2 separate regions of the Callithrix jacchus genome follow, and region 1 is linked to region 2. A link is a contact called in public Hi-C data. All regions are on one chromosome and are shown on one strand. Each heading gives the region's core, a stretch centred on a gene start, on an enhancer-like site or on the middle of the called end of the contact. The rest is flanking DNA. Distances are from core to core; before and after follow the strand shown. Region 1 holds the start of LOC103791439 (a long non-coding RNA gene). Region 2 has its middle 9.1 kb from the start of TICAM2.

The links. A called contact is a pair of places that touch in the nucleus more often than the background predicts.
Region 1: a contact with region 2 is called in a Hi-C map of skeletal muscle, with 2.2 times the contacts expected there. The contact joins two enhancer-like sites. A contact is called at or near these places in 2 of 3 Hi-C or Micro-C datasets (both in skeletal muscle).

What each region holds. Positions count from the first base shown.
Region 1 is chr2:94,401,324-94,406,832 of calJac240_pri, forward strand. LOC103791439 (a long non-coding RNA gene) reads right to left here and starts at 5,313. Exons shown (of 2, transcript XR_617811.5): 1 at 5,257-5,313; 2 at 1-43. Within about 2 kb of position 2,553, at least 3 of the 16 cell types and tissues checked have an H3K27ac peak or open chromatin away from gene starts, as enhancers often do. A contact at or near this core is called in skeletal muscle, where this site is marked.
Region 2 is chr2:94,288,840-94,294,348 of calJac240_pri, forward strand. It overlaps a transcript of TICAM2 not described here. Among named protein-coding and RNA genes, the nearest start is that of TICAM2, 9.1 kb to the right of the region's middle. Within about 2 kb of position 4,097, at least 1 of the 16 cell types and tissues checked has an H3K27ac peak or open chromatin away from gene starts, as enhancers often do. A contact at or near this core is called in skeletal muscle, where this site is marked.

The DNA of each region.
Region 1 (5,509 bases), core at 1,303-3,802, 110 kb after region 2:
TGCTTCCAGTGAAGTAGTGTGAAAGGAGGAAGTCACTGGGAACCTGTAAAGGGGAAGGGAAAGACTGTGGGAGAAGGGAACCAAAACAGGAGATGGTTGGCCCAAAGAAACTTTGCTGACTTCTTCTAATTTTTGCCTCAACTTTTTCTTATTTCAGTCATCTGTGCTAAAAAAAGGGAAGCTATGAGCACATGCCCTTTCACATCCTACCTCACATGGCCCAGGAAAGATGGCCACAAGGCCCATGTAAGCAGAAGTAGCTCCCTCATGGCCTGATATTCAAAATGGCTACCATCATAGTAGTTCCTTTGTGGGGAAAGCACCTCTAAAATGGAGTTGTTATTGAGAATTTCGCTGATGCCTGAACATCTCTGAGGGAAGTAAGAGAGTGCTGCAATAGGGCAGGGCATGACAGTTGGCATCCTTGGGGATAGATGGTTAGAGACCTTCCTGGGAAGGGTTTCGAGTAGACCTCATGTATTTTTGGATCCCTGGGCTTAGACACTAAGGATTCCTGAGACAATTCAGGTAAGTTTCCTTGGAAGGCCAACACATGAATGCATTGACTCTTTGACTCCAAATCTTTTATTAAATCAGGGAATAAGGGAATGGCTTGGCATTTTCTTAGTGGTTATATGAGGCAGTAAGAACTTCAACTGGACTTTACCCCAGTGGATTATAATTTGAGCTTCCAATTTTAAGGCATGATCTATAAACCTCTCTTACAAACTGTGGTATAATAAAAAATACGTTTTGTCTTTGTCCTCAGTTTCCAAAACCCTTAGAATTCCCTGAGTGATAGGCATGTATCTTGTTACTCATAATGAGCCCCTTTCAACCATACCTGAGTTTATACTAGCGATATGACCTTTGGTGGACCCACCTCTGGTTAGAGTGGTAGCTTATAACCCATGGTGGCCAGTTAATAGATTCTGTCCTTTTTTAAAAGTGATTGTTTCAAGAGTAGACACAAAAAACAACCTGGTTCAGTAAAATCAATCCTTGGAGTTTTGCCAGATGTTGCAAAATAAATTTTCTTTTTCTTTTGAGATTGCTAATCTAGAGAGAAGTAAACCAAGACCTGCTGATGGCTATCTTGCCTCCATGAGGGCGGTGCTGCTTGAGAATGGAGCCAAATAAGAGAAAATTTGAGGGGCTGGGAGTGCAGAAAGAGAGAGAAAGTCAGATCTTTGGTAACATCACATAAAGCCCTAAATCAATCAGTGCCATGCCTAAAGCTAGATTGCGACCAAAACTTTCTCTGCTAAGCATCAACAAATTCCCCTTTCTTCTATTTAGCCAGTTTAAGTTGGGTTTCTGTCACTTAAACCAAATATATCCTTCATAGCATTTTCCAAATTGCCCTTCCACTCTAGCTCCAGATGGCCTGGGAGGAGCATAAACACAGCTCCTACCTCTCACTGCCTGAAACTATTTGAGGTCAGGAGACTGAGTTTGAGTCTTAGTGCTATCATCATTCACTAACAGTGATCCAAAACAAGCACTATATTCTCATTTAAAGCATGCACAGGGTTATTGTCATAACTAAATGGGACAAAGCATATACATTTACTATCTCCGCAGTATGAATGTGTTAAAATGTAAATGTGGGGCTGAAGAGAAAAGCAATGATGACATTTGGTGTCTGCTCTGTGCCAGGCACAATGCCAGGCACTCTGCATATTTAATCTTCTTTCATCTTTATTATAGCCCTGTGAGGCAGGTTGTGGTGAGGGTTCACGTATAAAGCACCTAGTGTATTTCCTGGCTTGGAGAAGTTGCTCAATAAATATTAATTTCCTGTTGTAACTGTGCCACCAGTTTAGTGATTTTGGATAAATATCTCCAATCTTCAGATTCCTTTGATGGTAATATGAAGGCTTAAACTAAATGATAGTCAAGGTTCCCTGTAGGCTTAATTGTTTAAGACAAAATTGTTAAACGTGGTACTTGGAAAAAGTGTTCCAAAATCAAAAAAGCTGGGACCAGCTGAAATCAAAGTTAAGCAAGGTCTTGTCCAAGATCATGTAGCAAATCTGTAGTCAACCCTGAGGTGATGGTGTTCTGTATCTTGATAGACGGGGTTTGGGTTACACAGGTGCATACGTTTGTCAAAATGAGGCATCTGTAGACTTCGTATTTGTGCATTTCATAGCATGTAAATTTTACATCAAATGAAGTATTTATATGGGAATATATTGAAGCCTGTAATTTACTTCAAAATGCACCAAAATTAGGATAAAGTAATGGATGGTTAGAGGGATAGGTGGATGGACAGATGCAATAAAGCACATATAGTAAAATCATAATAATAGAATTTAGGTGGGGCTATGCCAGTGTTCACTAAAAAGTGCTCTCAACTGTGCTGTATGAGATTTTTCATAATAAAATGTTAGACAAAAATAACCTGTAGCCAAGCCTGGATTTCCGCCCAAGAGTTTCGATCAGCCCATGGCACCTGCTTCCTTCCAGGCCTCCAGGAGAGAACCCATTGCTTAAGGGTATGAGTGCTCCTTCTCTGTAGGACCTCTAAGCTGAAACAGGCACACTCTCTTACATGTTGATACCCCTCCTGGGCAAACAAGCCTCACCCTTTCTCATAAAAAGGGAAGAAAGGTTTCCTCTAGCTCATTCCCCTGACTTTAATGAGAGCCAAAGCTAAACAGGTCACAGTAAGCAGTTCTGAAATAACCCCTTCGCTTCAGCTGTCATCGCCTCTACTCCCAGCTGCTCCCTTGGCTTCAGCAGCTCCCCTCTCTAACAGTCATTTTAGCACCCTTGCCCCTCCCTCGGCCTCCCTCTCTCCTCTTGGCCTCGTTTCTGGGCCCAGCAAGCCGTGGAAACATCTGAGATTCCTCTTTTGCCTTCCATTTTTAAATCTCATCTGAGAGAAGTCTAGGGGTTTAAGCAGACTTCTCTAATTATGATTTTAGTCTGTTTAATAAATTAATCAGGCACATCGAATCTGTTCCTGCTCCGTCTTAAACTCTGACTTCAGTCCATTTTTGCATAATAATAACTCCTGTCATTTGCATTTGCGTTTCTTAATTCCAAGCACTTTCCATCTCTATTCATTGCTCTATATACATTTTCACAAGCTAGATTGGCAAGTATTATTTCTCTTTCACAGATGGAGACTCTGGGAGATGTTACAAATTAACAGTTATTGAGTTCCTACTGTGTGCACTCACTGTGCTGTCTGCTTCTATGTACACAGTCCTACTTGAAGTCCACAACCTCTTTGTGAGGAGCCTATTGTATGGGTACGACTTTTGCCAAGGAAATTGAGGCTTGGAGAGAATATTTTCTGAGGTACAACAACCAGAAGGTAATTCCCATGAGCAGTGCAGTCCCACAGAATGCCAGAGCAGGAGGGATGTTAGTAGCTTCCTAGGCCAACTCCTACATTTTCCAGTTGAGAATATTAAGGTCTAGAGAGTTAAGTAAGCTATTTAGAAGCAAAGCTAGAATTAGAACTCAGGTCTAAATATTCTGACTTGGCCCAATTTAGCAAATGAGAAACTCCACATAGTTCCAGACATATGGGAAAAGTTGGAGTGTTACACGCCCTCAGGGTATCTGGATGCCACTCTGTGCTGGCAGTGTAATTTTTAAAACTGGCAGGAGCTGAGTTGGGTCTTGAAAACTTAGCCACTCACAGCCTGTGAGGCCCTCGGGCAGCCCAGACATATCCAATGTTCCCTTGTGCAATACTCGTCTCCTGTGCCAGGAGGCTTTGAAAGCAGGAGCAGCATCAACAGTTGCAGTATAATCATGGGAATGGGGAGTGAATGAAAAAATGTGGTGCATAGACCGAGACCAGCTGGGCACCAGGGTCGGTTCCTTTACAGCTCTCACCTGCCACATCTTGATTCAGTTTGATTGGGCTTGAGGGTGAATGGGGAGTACAAAGCTGGATTTTTTTAATTGGCCTGGGATTTGCATCACTTCCATGCCAACAGTATAAACTTGCTTGTCTGATACACTTTGCATGTGGCTGTTCATACCCAAGTGTTGCAGACAGAAAGGGTCTTGCTTCTAAGCTGATAGAGCTGATATTTGCTTTCTTTTCCCAACAGAGTTAGGACTTAGGTCAAAGGTTTATTTGGTTTATTTATTTATATATTTAGTTGCTTGTATATTTGCTAAAATTGCTTAGTCCTCTAACACCATGGGGCTCCTATCATTGAAGGGGAACCATGGCTCATAAACTGTCCTGTGGATAAGTGGCTGATAAGTCTGAATGTTGTATAAGAAGGGCTTCTGTCAGGCTGGACTTTGAGGTTGTTTGGACTCTGACTGTAAAGGGAGAGGACTGATCCTGCCATTCTGCAACCTGGATTGGACTGGTGATGCCCACATACTGTATTTTGTAAGATGGAATGAGCCAGACTTCGGTAAATGCACTACGTCCAGACTCTTGGTGTATGATCACTGTTAGGCCCCATAGGCTGGATCAGTCCCTTGGTGTTGAGAGATGGGATTTCCCAGAAAAGAATGGATATTCTCACTATTAGTCTTCCTAGAGCTGATTATGTCTAGACAAAGTGATCATGTAGCTGAACATCAAATTGGGGCTATTTGGGGAGTAAGAAGGGAACTATTAACTCTGAGACATCAAGTGTAAACTGGGACAGATGGTCATTCTGCTTTTAGGGCACTGAGGGATGAGATAAGAGAAAATACTGTCTCTCTGGGCTGGGAGGCAGAAGAAGCCTGGAGCACTTCCCTGTCACAATAGGCCCTGGAGAAGAACCGGGGCATAACGGACCCTGATGGCAGGTCTGGGTCTTGGTACTTACTAGAAGCTACTCCCTGAATTGTACTTCTTATTCATTAACCATTATGTATATTTATGAGGCAGTCTTGCTCTGTTGCCCAGGCTGGAGTGGAGTGGCACGATCACAGCTCACTGCAGCTTCAAACTCCCAGGTTCAAGGAAGTCTAGTGCCTCAGCCTCCCAAGTAGCTGAGATTACAGGCCTGCTACCACTCCCAGCTAATTTTTGTATTTTTAGTGGAAACGAGATTTCACTATGTTGGCCAGGCTGGTCTCAGACTCCTGGCCTCAAGCAGTCCACCCTCAGCCTCCCAAAGTGCTAGGATTACAGGCAAGAGCCACCACACCCAGCCAATTATGGTTCCTTAAATGTTACCACCCTGCTAAATGTCCAGGTTGCAACATTTAAGGAACCTGCACATAAAAATCAGAGATTTTTGTGATTGTGCTGGGCATAGAAGAATCTGGGGGACTCACCTCTCAGGAGTGAGCAGGACAAGAGGCAGCAGTTGACAGCAGCACCAGGACACTGGTACAGACAAGGCAGAGCCCAGGAACCAAGTGAGAAGAGGCAAGGGGAGGAGTTTGGGTAGTGACCATGGCTGGCTTGCCAAGAGCCCTAGCCATCTGTGAATGCAGCGCTGGCTCCAAGAGCTTTACTCACCTTCCCAAGTCCACCTTCACTCTTTCCTACCTGAGTGACATTAAGAGAGTATTTTCGGCCGGGCAC
Region 2 (5,509 bases), core at 2,847-5,346:
TTGGCCAGGCTGTTCTTGAACTCTTGGCCTCAAAGTGATCTGCCTACCTTGACCTCCCAAAGTGCTGGGATTACAGGCATGAGCCACGACACACAGCCATATTAATTGATTTTTATTTGTTAGATCAACCTTATATTTCTAAAATAAACCCAACTTGGTTGTGATGTATTATCCTTTTTATAAAAAGGATCCATTTCTGTCATATTTTGTTTATAATTTTTGAATTAATAATCATGATGAGTTAGATTGATCTGTAATTTTCCTTTTTGTAATATTCACATCAGTTCTTGGTGTCATGGTTATGCTGGCTTCATAAACATGAATTGGGGAGTATTTCTTCTTTTTTAATCATCTTGTTTTATTATGTTTTTTCTTTACATATTTGATAGACTTCCCTCGCTACCATTTAAACCTGGAGTTTTCTTTGTGGGGAAATTTCCAGTTATGAATTTATGTTTTTAATAATAATTGAGAAAGAAGATTAGGAAAAATAGCTAATGAATACTGGACTTAACACCTAGGCAATGGGATGATCTGTGCAGCGAAGCATCTTGGTACACATTTACCTTTGTAATAATCCTGCACATCTTGTAAATGTACCTCTGAAGTTAAAAGTTGAAAAAAAATAATTGAATTCAGGTTATTTCTTCTGTTTCTGTTTCTAGAAACTTATCTGTTTCTAGGAATGTGTTTATTTCATCTCAGTTTTTACTTCTTATTTATGGTCGCTTATAATCTTTTATTACATTTTAATGTCTGCAAGATCATCACTGAGGTTCCATTTTCATTTCTGACATTGGATATTTGTGCTTTCTTTCATTGTGTATGTGACTGTAGATTAGCAGCTATTTTCTTTCAGCACTTTAAAAGTATCATTATTTCTCTTAAGAAACATTCTTATTGTTGCATCTTTGAAGGTAATCTATTTTTGCTTGCTGTTTTTAAGACTTTTTTCTTTGTCGTTGGCTCTTAGGAGTTTTACTGTGTTGAAGCTAGATGTGGTTTTCTTTTTATTTATTTTCCTTGAGGCATATAGGACATTAAAAAATGTGTGATTTGATGTCTTTCTTCAATATTGCAAAGTCTTCACATTATCTCTTAAATTACTACTTTGGTTTAATTATCTCGCTTTTCATTTGGGACTCCAATTTACACATATTTTTTATACCTTCTAATTGTATGTTGTCATGACCTGCTTTCTTGTATTTTCCATTCTTTTTTTCCTCTGCTATATTCTGAAGCATTTTTTTCTAGCTTGTTTTCTAGTTCATGAGTTCCTTCTAGTGATCTAATTTAATGATAAATTCATCCATTAGTTCTTAATTTCAACTATTATATTTTTCAATTTTAGATTTATTTTTTTCTTAAGTTTGCAGTTATTTGACAAAATTCTCCATCTTTCTTTCCTTTGTGCAATCACAGTTATTAATAGAAGTTTGAAATCCACATAGATTTATTTCTATTCTTAGCTGCTTTGCTGGTTTTCTTGTTTTCTTCCAGAGAGGATTTAATTTTTGCTTCTGCCAGGTTCCTGGTAGCAGTAACAGTCTGTGATCACTTTAATCTGATTTCAGCAATGGGGATTATTAAAAAGAAGGATTATATTCTTGGGAGGATCAATCTGTTTTTAGATCACCCTTACACCTAGGGTATAGCTTTCAGGGTCCCAACCCAAAGCACATGACTGGATCACACATTTGTCTCACTAACCATGAGGGGCTGTCAAAAAGCACAGCACTCGCTTTCCTTTTCTGGAATTGGAAAACACTCTAGGAGGAGAGTCGTCTCTGGGTTTCTGTCTTCTGGATTTGGGTTCCATAATTCTTTACTATGTCATTAGTTCTATGTGCTTCAAGCCTTTTATATATGCATATATATATATGGTCCAGCTTTTCTAGTTGCCCTCAGCAGTAGCATTGATCCAACTTACCTAGTCCACCAGTACTAGAGGTGGAAGCCGCAAATAGCCAAATTTGATATTTAAAAAACAGGCCAAGAAAGAGCATTTAGTAAAGGAGACTGAGAAGGAGGAGATGAGAGAGAGAGACAGAGACATGATGCTATAGTTAAATGGATCTTGGGAAATGCCTTTAATGACTTTACAGCCATAATAGAGAATTAAAGAACTTTTCATAGGAGTTACTTCCTCTTTCCATTGTAGCCTGTATCTTTGGAGGAGAAAGAAAGGTAAGATGATGGTTCTAAAGGGAAGGATATTAAATAAGTACAACGTGTGAGTAAAAGCAGGAGAGCAAAAGTAGAAACAGAAGAACCTGATACATCTTAAAGAAAACTGATTGTCAGCAGCTCAGACCTCTGTATACATCTGTATGCTAATAGATAAGATATGGATGGGTAATAAAGAAAGTAAACTTGAGTTTTTAATACAATGTATCCCCTGAAAGGATTTTCCTTGTTAAAAAAAGAAAAGAAAAACCAAAGCAATATAGAAAATGTACATTAATATTGCTTTCTATCAACAAGACAACCAACTTGTACAGAAATTTCTGAATCCAGGTATGGGAAGCACTATGGAAAGTTTCATGTTTCATTTATTGATAGTTAGAAAATGGTCCTTTGTCTACTTTGTAATCCTTTCTGCTTTTCATATTACATGTAACACATATGTCATGTTTATATTCATGTAATTTTTTCTTTTTTGAAATAGTGCCTTGCTCTCTTGCCTAGACTGGAGTGCAGTGGTGCAGTCATTGCTCACTGAAACCCCAAAATCCTGTGTGCAAGTGATCCTCATGCTTTTTAAATTTATTTATTAAATGTTCTTTGTAGTCATCGGGTCTTGCTGTGTTGCCCAGGCTGGTCTCAAACTCCTGGCCATAAGTGATCCTCCCAGCTCAGCCTCTCAAAGTACTGGGATTACAGGCATGAACAACTGTGCCAGGCCTTATATTCAGATAATTTCTTAAAATGCACATAATTGCTCATTTTAAAAATCCAACAAAATATATTTGGATTGATTACTTTCTATTCTGATTGAGTCAATGATTTATGTAATAGGGATGATCAAAAGCTATCTGTTTGGCTATCTTTCTAAAGCTATAGAATTCTGTCAGTCATATATTTGGAGCTGTCTAATTTATTCATTCAAAGGTATTTCTTGAATATGCTAGGCTCTGGGGGAGACAGTGATGAATAAGACAATTTGATCCTTGTTCTGATCAAGTTTACAGTCTGAAGGGAAAGATGAGAAACTAAGCAGATAACCATACACATAATTAATTAATTGTAGTTTTGATTAGTGCCATGAAGGAAAAATACAGAGTGCTAGGCTTTGATAGATCCCATAACTCTAACCTTTCTAATGCAAGATCTAATAGCTAGAATGAAAAGTATAGGTACTGGCTTACTCTAACTGTAAATAAGTGCCAATAGGTAATATTTGATAATCCTTTTATTTAGATTGGGCCTTTGCCATCCTTATTGATTCTCTGCAATCCCCTAAAGAAAGAAAACAAATGATAGCTGATTCTGAAGAATGTTATTTCAATCTAAGATCAAGTTGGACTTAAATTCTACTCATCTTACTCCTGAAAATACTTATTACTTTTCTTGGGATTTTTAAATATTCCCAGTGTCTAAGAAGTCTAAGAATAGTCTACATGTTTCTTATCTGGCTGCCATAGATCTGTTCTGCTGTGTCCTGACAGCTTGGCAGAGCTTGGCACTCCTATGCTGTAGTTGAGGGATCAGCAATCTTTTTCTGTAAAGAGCCAGTGAGTAAATATTGTAGGCTTTATGGGCTATGTGGTTTCTGTTGCAACTACTCAATTCTGCCTTTGTAGTATGAAATAAGCCAGAGACAAAAATGTCAGTGAAGGGACATATCTGCCTTCCAATAAAAAATTATTTACAGAAACAGATAGTAGAGTGTGTTTTAGATATTATATCGATCACAGTTTAGTTGTGAACAGAACTTTGTTAAGCCAAAAGGTAAGTATTAAGAGGTATTACGAGATGTACAGTATCATTGGAAAGCTGAAGAGCTGCACTCTAGGTTGGGTTTCTAGACACACCTCTCAAAGCCACATAACAGACTTGTCTACTGGCCTGGGGCTTTTGGCACACTCAGAAGCCTCCTGCCAAATCAGGAAGCAGCCAGCTCCTTAATTACACCAACTCTACCAGAATTTTAGCCAGCAAAGGAATTGCCTCATGTTCAACCTCCTTGCATATTAAACTCAGACATGTAAATACATCTGATTGGTTAACTTAGATTACATTTAGGAAACCTAGCATTGAGGGTCTGGGAGATAAAAGTGTTTAGTACTTGTAGTATAGGAAGAACAGGAAGATACAGTAGAAAGAGACTGAAATAAGTTTTAGATGAACAAATCTTCAGAACACTCTTTTGGCTAATTAACATCATCGACACCCTTCTTTTCAAACCTAAACCTCTAGACAACAGCAATAGCTATGATGGCATAGCTATGATAGCTATGATGGCATGCTATCTCCCAATATAATGCAGCTCTCCTTCGTACAAACAGAAGTACACTCACCTTCTCTCTAAAAGGTACAGCCTGAAGTCCATTAGGTCACTGTATCATCTGTAATGTTCATCACAGACATTATCCTGCTACCCAGCACACTCAGGAGTTAAGTGGCCTGTTCCTATTCACAAAAGAAGCAGTGGTAGAGAGACAGAGCAGTGCCCAAGAGGATAAGAACTTAATTCTAAGAAGCTTCCACACATATATTTCACCCTCTTTCTTTTTACTAACAAATTCCCTTCAGTTCATAAGCATTCCAAGTATCTCTTCTCTTAATGAAAGCCTCTCCTGACCCTGCATTTAGTTGTGACTATTGGTCTCTCCTTTCCCTCTCAGCCAAGCTTTTCCTCTGAATGTCAAGATGTTAAATGCAGTGGGTGCTGACTTCTTGGCAGCCATGGGTGCTGACCACTGCCAAAGCACTGTCCTCCCTTGGCTTTCAGACCCCATTCTGTGTCTGATTTTCTTGCTGCTTCCAGCTCACTCCTTCTGCTCCATTATGGGTCCCTCACCCTGCATATGCACTTCAGTCACTGGTTCTGTCTTTAGCTCTCTTTCCTCTGTTTTCGCTACCTATTCTCAGTTACTCACATGATTTAAGCAAGAACCTAACTTGTATCCCCAATCCGAGATGCTCTTTTATGCCCCAGATCTACATGTTCAAGTGCCAACTAGACAACTGTTGGAGGCCATGGGCACCCAAGCTCCATAGGTCCCAGACTGGATTACTTGGTCACCCCCACCCCACCTCATCCTGATTATATTACTTTTCTCAGTGAATGGCACCACCACCCACCAAGTTACATAAGGCACAAGCTTGGGAGGCATCCCTGACTCTTCTCTCTCTGCCACCCCCATTACCTACTATGTGTCTTTGTCATCACTACCACTTCCTCATTTTGGGGCTCTGCTTTCTCACCTAGACTATTGTAGCAGCCTCTTTTTTTTTTTTTTTTTTTTTTTTTGAGGCAGAGTTTCACTCTTGTTACCCAGGCTGG